Regions from separate parts of the Pan troglodytes genome. Here region 1 is linked to region 2. A link is a contact called in public Hi-C data. All regions are on one chromosome and are shown on one strand. The core of a region is the stretch at or near the end of the contact, and the rest is flanking DNA. Distances in the headings are between cores, read along the strand shown. Region 1 holds the start of HNRNPU (heterogeneous nuclear ribonucleoprotein U). Region 2 overlaps EFCAB2 (EF-hand calcium binding domain 2).

Region 1 (6,018 bases), core at 626-3,125, 190 kb before region 2:
TAAAACTAGGTGAGCATCCTATACCTGCTATACTTGTTCTCTTCAATGTACTCAAAATATCCACGGCCATGATCTTCTCGTGGTCTTTTAACACCCCTCTTTTTATCTCCGCCTTTCTGTTCTGTTTTGCCGTCCCCTGAAACACACACGAGCCCCATAAAAGGCCAAGCCTCTAAACAACAAAAAAACGCTTTTCCGTTCCGAGAACCAAAGCAGCTCGACTTTATCCTGCTTTTTAACTGAGGTTTTAACCGAGGACTCAAATGTGAATTCAAAGAACAATCAACTACGAATTCGATTGGCGCTAGTGACGCAGTCTAAAGACGTTACTAATTTTGCCAGTCTCCTCGATGATTCGAGAAAGCCAAAGAAAAACTGCGCGGCCCAGGCCCGAAGCCCACGTGTATCCCGAAGAGGGCGCGGGGAGGGGGAGGGGCCGAGCCCGGCGCGGCGGCGCTCCCCTCCCCCGCGGGCCCGCGCTCCCCGCGGCCGCATTGTACTGATCTTCCGCCCCCCGCCCCGCCCGGCTCCTCCCGCCGGAAGTGACGTCACGCCGAGCCCCTGCGCTCCTTGCACAATACAGCGGCGAGGAGCCGCCAAAGCGCGCCCGCCCCGGGACCTGGGGCCTCTCCCCTCCCCCCGAGACATGTGCCCGCACCGCGCGCACGCAGCGCGACGGCGCCACCGCGGGCCGACCGGGCTCCCTCCCGCCGCCCGCCCGCGGCTCCTCCCCCTACAGCGGCAGCTGCAGCTCCCCCCGGCTCTCGAGCCACATAATGGAGGCGCTGCCACCGCCGACACACACACACACACGCGCGCGCGCGCGCACACACGCCCCGAGCCCGAGGCCTCTCGGCTCATCTGGGATTCCCCGCGCCCCCTCCCCCACCCTCACCGCGGCGCCCTCCCGCCCGGGGCTCCCTCCCCCTGCGGGGCTCCGGCAGGCCTGGGGCACGGTCCCCACCCCGCGCGGGCCTCCCGCCGCGCGCAACGTACAACGCAGCACTCACCCGCCGCCGGAGCCCCGGGGCGACCGCCGCCTCCGCCGCCTTCCGCCTTCTTCTTACCTCCCGCCTGCTGCTGGCCCTGCCTCGCCCCGGGCGGCGCCACCGTCACCGCGAACAGCGAGGTGGGGCCGCTGCTCTTCCCCGCGGCCTCCTTGGCGGCCCCGCGCTGCTGTTGGGGCTGTTGCTGCTGCGTCGCCGGCGGTTGAGGCTGCTGCTCCCCGTGCCCGTTCTCGTCGCCCGCGCCTTCCTCTTCGTCCCCGAGCTCATCTTCCCCTTCCTGGAAACCCTGATCGTCGCCGTTCTCGTCTTCCGAGGCGGCCTCCTCCTCCTCCATCGGGCCCGAGTCGGCCGCCCCCGCGGCCCCGTTCTCCTCTCCTAGCTCCATCTGGTCGCCGTCCAGAGCGGAGATTCCTTCCTCCTCCTCTTCCTCTTCCTCCTCCTCTTCATCGCCGCCGGCCGCGGCCTCCTGCTCGAGGCCTGCTCCCGAGCGCCCAGCGGAATCCCCGCCCAGGTCTAGGCTGCCGTTCCCGGGCTCCATGGCGGGGCGGCCCCCGGCCTCCTCGTCGTCCAGCGCAGCCTGGAGTCGCTCCATGAGCTCGGCCTTGAGACCCTTGTCAGAAAGGCGTCGCTTCTTGAGCTCCTCTTTCAGCTCCGACACCTTCAGCTTTTTTACATTAACAGGCGAGGAACTCATGGTGAGGGCCCCGATTCACCGCTAGGCGCTGCCTCAAACTCGGCTCCGCTCACTCGGCCACTGGTGGCGGCTGCTGCGGCTGCTCCTCGGCCGGGGCGGCGGCTGCGGCTGCGGCTGGAGATGGGTTCGTGCTGCAGAGCGGATCCGCCTGCTGTCGAACGGCGCCAATTCCTTTCACCGAGTTCGCGAGGGAGACGCGGAGACTCGCCTGGCGCGAGCGAGCACGCAACGTCCTCTCGCAGGAGCGGCGCCGCTCACGTAATATAGGCGCCCCGCCCCCTGCGCTGACGGGAGCGCTGCGCAGGAGGAAAGCCGGAGCGCGCCCGCGCTCGGCCCCGCCCATTACCGTACTTACCTCCCCGCCCCCACGCCGAACCCGGGCGGAGAGCGCTGTAGAGGCCGCGCAGTGCGCTTCCAATTGGGACTGAGCAAATGGAGGAAAAGGAAACCGCCTTTCAGTTCAACCGACTCACTGCATGATATATTGGCCTTTCTGGGTCTTTGGTGGCTATACTCGTTTGGCTTTTCTCCTTCCCAGCTTGGAGGCTGCTTTATCCAAATGCTTTCTTCAGTCCTCAACTTGGCGTTTCAACCCGAATCCGCCTTTTCTTCCATCTTAGATCTGCCTTCTTATGTGTTTCTCCAGCTCTTCGTTTAAAACTCCTTCAAATCGTATCTCAGTTTTGACTGGTATAGCATACATTGGCAACTGTTAACACGCAGCGGCTCTTTTCCTCATAATACTGTATTTGGTTTAATTTGTGTGAGTCCTGCCTTGCGAATTGGATTTTAAGTTCGAGAAGGGCAAGGGCAGAACCGTTCTTTTGTCTGTTCCACACCCCGGGTGCGGGGCCTGGGAAGTAGAGGCTTTGCTTACTACTCCGTACTGCAAACCTTAGTTTACCTGCCTTTGCAGGGCAGCTGTTCTCATGCTCTTAGTAGCCCTGAATAAACCTCAGAATTGCATTTCCAAGTTTTCTGTACCTACCACGAAGACGGACCTCCAGTAACACTTGTTCTGTCCACTTTAGGACCTGGTCATCAGCTACGAAGTCCCAGTAGCTAACCGTGAGGGTGAGACCCAGCTAAGTCTTTGATTATAGGCCCACTTGATTCTCTTCCTATTCCTGTAGAAATACTCTTGACCAAATTATTCTGAAACTTAAAGTTTATGAAAAATCAAGGGCTGTGATTTTGTAAAAAGAAAAATGGACTATCGCTCTTGAAAAGAAATCCGTTATTTTATATGTTAGAAGTTTACTTTTTCTCTTTAAATAAAAGATGTGATGTTCTCGAAGTTTTAGATAGGGAAGTCAGAATTTAGATTCGTGATAGAGGTTAACATCTTAAGCCCTAGATAATCTGCAGTGTCCAGCCAGTGTTCCATCTGACTAAGGAGATGGTTTATACCCACTGTTTGGTGCTCTAGGTGGCACAATAATATTGCCCCATTATTAATTTGAAATTTGGAAGTAAACACATTGAAATTTCTCCCATAGGCTAATATGATTTAACTAATTGATACATTTTATTTTTGAAGTTTATTTTCAGTAGCTTTTATGAAGCATTCTACCATACCTTGCAGTCATGTATACGTGAAATATTAACACTTGTGAAATGATTTGACTTGAAATTAATGGACTATGTACAGTACTACTGATAATCCCCAGTTCAAGTTCAGTGGTGAGGATAGCCCCCAAAATAGAAACTTCCAAACAGTACCAGAAACTCATTTTAGCCTTTGGTTATAATTTTGAAGGTATGAATAAGCCACAAACTGGAATTTGAAATTTTGTCTTCGTTCAGAAATGGGAAGAGAGCTACAGGGGGTTTACATGTTCACAAACTAGATAATCCCTTAATGAATCAGAGTTAAATACAATTATGATGGTTCCTTAAATTTATGTGTCCTAGATATTATTTACACCTTTAAATATTAGTTATATGAAAACAAATTTCATTTACTGGAAAACACTAAACTATGAAAACAAAGTTTGTATATCTACATATAGTAGATCTGTAACAGTCACTCTTGGAACATTAAGTCAGTTGCAATAATAAACATGAAATACAACTTTTGATGCTCACAAGAAAGTTCTATGGCTTTATCTCCAAAAGTTTTGGAGAACTTGAGAGCTGGATGGGGCCTGGAGATCGATCTGCAGTCCTGTTCATTTTACTGCCCAGGAAGCTGGGACCCTCACCCCCCACACCAATGGGCTTTCTATTACATTGTGCTGCCTTAGACAGCATTTGAAAGAAAAACAATTTCTGCTCAAAGAACCATCATCATACTATCCTTTTCACAAACAGAGGAAATATGCCATTCCATAGTCTTATGCTACCACTTCAAAGTACAAATGGTGACATCTTATTGATCATTTTTGCTTCTTATATTTTTAATGCTATCATGATAGTCCTGCTCTACAGAGACCTGTTAAAGTGCAGGTCACTTCCTGTAAATCTCTGAAGGACCTCTAAGACTATTTAAATTCCCCCTGTGTGAAATCCTAGAGGCTACCAAGAATACCGCGTGCCGGAGGAGACAAGTTAATTCTCAATAACAAAAAATGATTCAAGAATGACCTATGAATAATTGATCTGTGAGAGGTAACTACAAAGTTTTGGTGCTCTGCATATCTAGCTTACATTTTTGAGGTTTAAGCAAAGGAAATGCTATACTTTGTCACACAATTTATTCAGCAAATATTTTTTCAATACCTTCTCAAAAACATTTTATAGTCATAAAGATGAGGCAGTTCCAGAGATCTACAGTTAACAAAGCATCCTGCACTTAAAAATTTGCTGGCCAGGCCCAGCGGCTCATGTCTGTAATCCCAGCACTTCGAGAGGCTGAGATGGGAAGATGGCTTGAGGCCAGGAGTTCGAAACCAGCCTGAGCAACACAGTGAGACTCCATCTCCATAAAAAATTAAAATCAGGTGGCTGTGGTGGTACGCCTGTAGTCCGAGCTACTCAAGGGGCTGAGGTAGCAGGATCACTTGACCCCCGGCAGTCAAGGCTGCAGTGAGCCGTGATTGTACCACTGCACTCTAACCTGGACAACAGAGGGAGACCCTGTCTCAAAAAAAAAAAAAGAAAGAAAGAAAGAAAGAAAGAAAGAAAGAAAGAAAGAAAGAACCTGTTAAGATCTTATGTTAAATATTCTTATTCCCCCCCCGCCCGCCCCCAAAAAAACAAACAAAAAAAAACAAGATCGGGAGTGGTGGCTCACACCTGTAATCCCAGCACTTTGGGAGGCTGAGGTGGGCAGATCACCTGAGGTCAGGAGTTCGAGACCAGCCTGGCCAACATGTTGAAACCCCATCTCTACTAAAAACACAAAAAATAGCCAGGCGTGGTGGTGGCCGCCTGTAATCCCAGCTACTCAGGAGCCTGAGGCAGGAGAATCACTTGAACCTGGGAGGCGGAGGTTGCAGTGAGCTGAGACTGAGCCACTGAACTCCAGCCTGGGGGACAAAGCAAAACTTCGTCTCAAAAAAAAAAAAAAAAAAAAAAAAAAAAGGCCGGGCGCGGTGGCTCACGCCTGTAATCCCAGCACTTTGGGAGGCCGAGGCGGGCGGATCATGAGGTCAGGAGATCAAGACCATCTTGGTTAACACGGTGAAACCCCGTCTCTACTAAAAATACAAAAAATTAGCTGGGCGTGGCAGCGTGCGCCTGTAATACCAGCTACTCGGGAGGCTGAGGCAGGAGAATGGCGTGAACCCTGGAGGCGGAGCTTGCAGTGAGCTGAGATCGCGCCACTACACTCCAGCCCGGGCGACAGAGCGAGACTCCATCTAACAAAAAAAAAAAAAAAGAAAAGAAAAAGAGCCGGGCGCAGTGTGGCTCAAGCCTGTAATCCCAGCACCTTGGGAGGCCAAGGCGGGCGGATCACCTGAGGTCGGGAGTTTGAGACCAGCCTGACCAACATGGTCTCTACTGAAAATACAAGATTAGCCGGGTTCGGTGGCAGGCGCCTGTAATCCCAGCTACTAGAGGGGCTCAGGCGGGAGAATCGCTTGAACCTTGGAGGCAGAGGTTGCGGTGAGCCGAGATTGCGCCATTGCACTCCAGCCTGGGCAACAAGAGCAAAACTCGGCCTCCAAAAACAAAAGGGAAAATGAAAAAGAAAAAAAAGGACAAAGGTACACAAGGAAACTGTTGGAGGTAATGGATATGTTCATTTTCCTGAATGTGGTGATGGTAGCATGAGTGTGTATGTCTGTCCGAACTCACCAAATATGTATAGATTTATTAGTTATATACAGGGTTTTCTTTTTTTTTTGAGACAAAGTTTCACTTTGTTGCCCA
Region 2 (5,917 bases), core at 813-3,312:
AATTGAATTTATTTATGTTGAGACAGAGTCTTGTTCTGTCACCCAGGCTGCGGTGTGATGGCAGCATCCCAGAGCTCACTGCAGCTTCAACCTCGCCTGCTCAAGTCATCCTCTCATCTCAGCCTCCGGGGTAGCTGGAACTACAGCCACACACCACCATGCCTGGCTAATTTTACATTTTTTTGTAGAAACAGGGTCTTACTGTGTTGCTCAGGGTGGTCTTGAACTCCTGGACACAGGTGGTCCTCCCGCCTCAGCCTTCCACAGTGCTGGGATCACAGGTGTGAGCCACCTTGCCTTGTCACTGGTCGAGGGTTGTGACTGCAAGTTGTCCAGGTTCTTGGCATTTTGAACAAAGAATTGGACAAAATGCCCAGCAAAGCAAAGCAAAGTAAAGTATGAAGCAACAAAAGAACAAAAGCAGGGATTCACTGAAAATGAAAGTATACTCCACAGTGTGGGAGTGGGCCAGAGCAGCAGCTCCAGGGCCCAGATGCAGAATCTTCTTGGGTCCAAATACCCGCTAGCAGTTTTCCATTGGCCACTTCATGTCCATCTCATGTAAATGAAGTGCTAGCCCACAGTCCGTCTGAATGGTTGCAGAAAGCAGCCAACCAGAGGCTGAAGTGAAGTTACAAAGGTCACACCCCTGTGCAAACAGGAGTTGGTTTTCGCAGCCAATCAGAGGCTAGGGTGAAGTTACAAAGTTATACCTCTATGCAAACAAAGACTTGGCAGGCCATCAGTCTGACTGGTTGTGGACAGCAGCCATCAGTCTGACTGGTTGTGGACAGCAGCCATCAGTCTGACTGGTTGTGGACAGCAGCCATCAGTCTCACTGGTTGTGGACAGCAACCATTCAGAGGCCGGAGTGAACAAAGATGCAAACGAAGACTCAACCCGCAGTCAGTCTGGTTTGTTGCAGACAGCCAATTTCCCATCTGCCTACCAGAAAAGGTAGTGAGTTTGCAAAGGGAGTAGCCTCTGGTCCTTTTGTTACTTAGGCTGGAAAGTTAGGGTTTTCCTTTCAATTTAGTTCTAGGAAGTCAGTGTGAAATAGCCTTAGGATCCCTGCCTCCAGACCCTATTGCCCTGCCTCAGCCTGGCCTAAAAGCTTTACTTTAATCTTCAATCAATTCACTTAATTCAAAGTTTCATTTAGTAGAAATAGGTTAACCAACCTTAATATTATATATGATTTTATCAATTATGTTATATTTTTGTTTCATTTTCTAGTTCCTGTCTAATGTATTGTTTTCTTATTTCTAAACTTCTTTCTTTTATTTTCATCATTAAGCTATGAATTTTTTTTCCTATCTCCTGTAACTTTCTTTTCACTTATTTCAGTGTTTTTACATTTTTTTCTTCAGCTGTCTCCCTTTGCAGACAGACCTTGATCTCTTTCTCAGAATGAATGGCCTGATCTTTTCCGACCTGTGCTCCTTCTCGCCGTCTCTTTTATTCTTAGCTCACCTTTAGGATCCTCACTACTCCTGAGGCTGAACTGTTAGCAATACGGTTTCCTCCACTGTGGCCAGGATCCCAGCTCCATCCGGATACCATCTGGACATGTGCAGGGCCCACCTGGCCCCTTCTGCTGTTTTCCCATGTCTTTGGCACCAGAAATACGATGCGAGGATAGTGCATAGGATCATTCGGTCATTTGTGCCTCTAGCCCCGTATTTCAGAACATGGGAGGACAAGAGAAGCTCCGAGTCGTTTTTGCTTCTGCTGTAATTTGTTTTTATTCTCATCTCAAGGAATTTGGAAGGCCTTTTGAAATAAATGCATCTCATTCCATTATCATTTGAGGAAAGAGACATTTGAGAGGAAAGGGCGATTAATATTTAAACACCACCTCCCTTCCCCTACCTCATTTGCCCTTGTATTTTTTTCTTCTCACTCGCTGTCTTATATTGCCTTTACTGGGCAACTACGTCAACAAATTGCCACTGAAAGGCACCTGACTGGTGAGCTGCCTTGAGCTGAGGTCAGTGTGATCCTTCAGCTGGGAGCCGCTGCTCCGTTTTAGAGGGCGAGCCATTGCTACCGCTGATGAGCTGAGCCTGGGGCTCAACGAGTCCATCTGAAAAGCCATCTCTCTTCCAGCAGCAGGGAGCCGCCTGCAGTGCTGCTTTCATCAGCCTTCGTGAAGGATGAAAAGGGCTTCGTCTTTTCCACACACACTTGACTCGAGCAGCGTGGGGGTTTGGAGCACTGATCTCCCCTACCGTTGAAAATCCACATGTAACTTTTGACCCTCCCGAAACACAACTAACAGCCTGCTGTGGACTGAAAACCTTACTGATAACATAAACATCAATTAACATATTTTGTATGTTATATGGATTATCTACTGTATTCTTACACTAAAGTAAACTAATGTTACTTTAATAAGAGAGAACATTAGGCCAGGTGCAGTGGCTCACGCCTGTAATCCTAGCACTTTGGGAGGCTGAGGCAGGTGGATCACTTGAGGCCAAGAGTTCAAGACCAGCCTGGCCAACATGGTAAAACCCCATCTCCACTAAAAATACAAAAATTAGCCAGGCGTGGTGGCGGGTGCCTGTAATCCCAGCTACTTAGGAGGCTGAGGCAGGAGAATCGCTTGAACCTGGGAGGTGGAGGTTGTAGAGAGCTGAGATGGTGCCACGGCACTCCAGCCTGGTCGAGAGAGCTAGACTCCATCTCCAAAAAAAACAAAACAAAACAAAACAAAACAGAAAATGTTATTAAGAAAATCATAAGGGGCTGGTGCAGTGGCTCATGCCTGCAATCCCAGCACTAGCACTTTGGGAGGCCAAAGCAGGTGGATCACTTGAGGTCAGGAGTTTGAGACTAGCCTGGCCAACATGGTGAAACCTCGTCTCTACTAAAAATAAAAAAATAAACTTAGCTGAACATGGTGACACGTACCTGTAATCTCTGTTATTTGAGAGGCTGCGGCAGGGGAATCGCTTGAACCCCAGAGGTGGAGGTTGCAGTGAGCTGAGATGGTGCCACTGCACTCCAGCCTGGGTGACAGAGCGGGACTCTGTCTCAAAAAAAAAAAAAAAAAAGGAAGAGAAAATATATTTACTCCTCCTTAAGAGGAGGTGGATCATCATAAAGGTCTTGATTCTCATCTTCACGTGGAGGAGGCTGAGGAGGAGGAGGTGGAGGAAGAGGGGTTGGTCTTGTTGTTTCGAGTGGCAGAGGCAGAAGAAAATCCACATCTAAGTGGGCTTGTGTTGTTCCCACCATGTTGTTGAAGGGTCCACTGTGCCTTTCTTTTACCTGCAAGGAATGGTAGGCTGATACACAGCCTCATCTCAACTTTTACTTCAGGAAACAATATTTTAGGTCTATCCAGGGTCGCCAAGTTTCTGAAGTACTGAGTGAAAATGTTGTAACTAATATATTTTGTTATGAAACTGAGGATTAAGACATCCTTCATAACCAGCTTGTCAAGCCAAAGTGATACAGATAGTATAACACAAGAGTAAATTGTTGTATAAGTAGTTTATGTATATGAGGCAGGGTTTCTGTTATCCTTTGTTATTACTGTGGTTTTGATGGATGAGAGTGAAATGTGCTTATCTTGTTTTTTTTTTAAATAAAATCTTTTTATTTAAAAAATTTCAAACTTCTAAACGGTAAGAGTGTTGCCCTGAACTCCTGCGCACTTTTACTTAGATTCGCCAATCCCTCATGATCTGCCACATTTGTTTTCGCCTCCTCTTTCTCCTTCTCCCTCTCTCCCCTGTTTCTCTCTATATATGCACAAACACACATACCTATTTATACATTTTATTATTATTATTTTCATCATCACCATTTTGCTAGACTATTTGAGAGTAAATTGTAAACATTGTAACCTTTCCCTGAAATGCTTCACTGTGGATCTTCTTTCTTTCTTTTTTTTTTGGAGAAAGGTGTCTTGCTATATTGTCCAGGTGGGAAATGGACATGAACTCCTGGGCTCAAGTGGTCCTCCCACCCCAGTTTCCCAAGTAGCTGGGACTATAGGTGTGCACTGCTGGGGTCTTCCTTTCTTTCTTTTTCTTTTTTTTTTTTTTTTTTTGAGACAGAGTCCCACTCCATCACCCAGATTGGAGTGCAGTAGCTCAATCTCGACTCACGCAACCTCCACCTCCCAGGTTCAAGTGATTCTCATGCCTCAGCCTCTCGAGTAGCTGGACTTAACAGGTGTGTACCACTACAGCTGGCTAATTTTTGTATTTCTAGTAGAGACAAAGTTTTGCCATGTGGGCCAGGCTGGTCTCCAACTCCTGGCTTCAAGTGATCCACCCACCTCGGCCTCCCAGAGTGCTGGGATTACAGGCGTGAGCCCCTGTGCCCAGCCTCAGTGTGGGCTTCTGAGACAAGAACATTCTCTGACATAAGCCACAGTGTCTGTGTGTGCTCTTAAAAATCATCTTAGAGTCAGATCACTTGGGTTAAGGTGTCATTTGGCTCATTCCTCTGCTTCTTGCAGGTGCATTTCTAAACAGTACAAAACTGATATTTTCTGGGAGTGATAGACCGAAATTCTTATGGGGGCCAGCCTGTGATATAAAAGTGAGAATCCGACAGAGTTCATACTGTACTCATGACATGTATGTATGCCCCACCTAAACAAATAAACACGCCAATCCTAGACTAAAAAAAAACTGTAATAAGAAAAAATAAACAACAACAACAACAACAAAAATATCCGATGGCCAAATTTGTCACTTGGGTCAACAATTTGCGGCCCTGGACCTACGGCCAAAGCTCCCGTGGGGTGGAATATCCACAGCTTTCTTTGGAAGCACTGTGTTATAGTTCAGAAGTTCTCCTTCAAGTCTGAATGCTTGACTGAGATTTGTGAGAGGCAGCAGTTGCAGTGGCAGGTAGCATGAGAGCTAGGCTGTGTGTGTGAATCCCGTTTCCACCATTTGCTACCCGTGTGATCTTGGGAAAATGTCTTAACCTTTCTGTGGTTCACTTTTCCTCATCTGTAAAATAGTACCTTTCACACAAAGCTGTCATGAGGAAGAAGTGAGGAAGAATATTTAAAGCACCTTACACCAGAGTCTGGCACGTGTAATAAGTCACTGTAGAACTGGATTCTGCGAAGACGAACCTGATGGCTAGAGGCTATTTTTTCTCACATCCATGCAGATCATGATCCTGGTATAAGGGGAGAGGGATGTGAGGACTGTTCCTCCTGGAAGACCCAGAGAAGATGTTCATTCTTGAGCCAGAAAGCTACTTAATCTACTTTTCTCCCATTGTGAGTGACTTTCTTTTGTTCTTATCCCCGTTTTCTTTTTTTTCTTTTTTCTTTTCCCTTTTTTTATTAGACGGATTTTCGCTCTTGTTAGTAGAGATGGGGTTTCACCATGTTGGCCAGGCTGGTCTCGAACTCCTGACCTCAGGTGATCTGCCCGCCTTGGCTTCCCAAACTCCTGGGATTACAGGCGTGACCCACCGCGCCCGGCCCTCATCCCCGTTTTCTACTCATCCTTCTTGTCAGACTTCTCCCCAGCTCTTTCCTATATTTCCCTAGTGCTGAGGGGGTCACTGCTTGAATATTAACTCTACGTGATCCCTGACAAGTTATTTAATGTCTTTGAGCTTTAGTTTTCTATCTGTAAAGTGGGGACAATAATAGTACCTACCTCCTAGTTGTTGTGAGGGTTCAGTGAGTTAATGTAGGGATTACTGTGTCAGGACAGTCCCTGGCACACAGTAAGTGCTGTGGAACTCTCAGCTATTGGGTAGGATGTGCATCATTCTCTTTAATAGCCATATTCCTCCACGGTGTACTCTATACTTGTGATCTCAATTTTCTTTTTGCTGGCTCTCTTTTGGAGTTTTTTCTTCCTCTTTTTCTCCTCTGCAAGTGCTCTTATTGAGGTCAGTCCTCTTCTTTTTGTCCAGATCTAAGATT

The links. A called contact is a pair of places that touch in the nucleus more often than the background predicts.
Region 1: a contact with region 2 is called in a Hi-C map of induced pluripotent stem cells, with 2.5 times the contacts expected there. The contact joins the promoter of HNRNPU here to the enhancer-like site in region 2. A contact is called at or near these places in 3 of 7 Hi-C or Micro-C datasets (induced pluripotent stem cells and stem cell-derived neural progenitor cells) and 1 of 1 datasets of contacts at active chromatin or transcription factors (stem cell-derived excitatory neurons).

The regions. Positions count from the first base shown.
Region 1 is chr1:4,288,213-4,294,230 of NHGRI_mPanTro3-v2.0_pri, reverse strand. HNRNPU (heterogeneous nuclear ribonucleoprotein U) reads right to left here and starts at 1,875. Exons shown (of 14, transcript NM_001280278.1): 1 at 1,068-1,875; 2 at 25-136. The coding sequence starts at 1,701.
Region 2 is chr1:4,100,611-4,106,527 of NHGRI_mPanTro3-v2.0_pri, reverse strand. All of the region lies in intron 3 of EFCAB2 (EF-hand calcium binding domain 2), which reads left to right. Among named protein-coding and RNA genes, the nearest start is that of EFCAB2, 81 kb to the left of the region's middle. Within about 2 kb of position 2,062, at least 3 of the 24 cell types and tissues checked have an H3K27ac peak or open chromatin away from gene starts, as enhancers often do. A contact at or near this core is called in induced pluripotent stem cells, where this site is marked.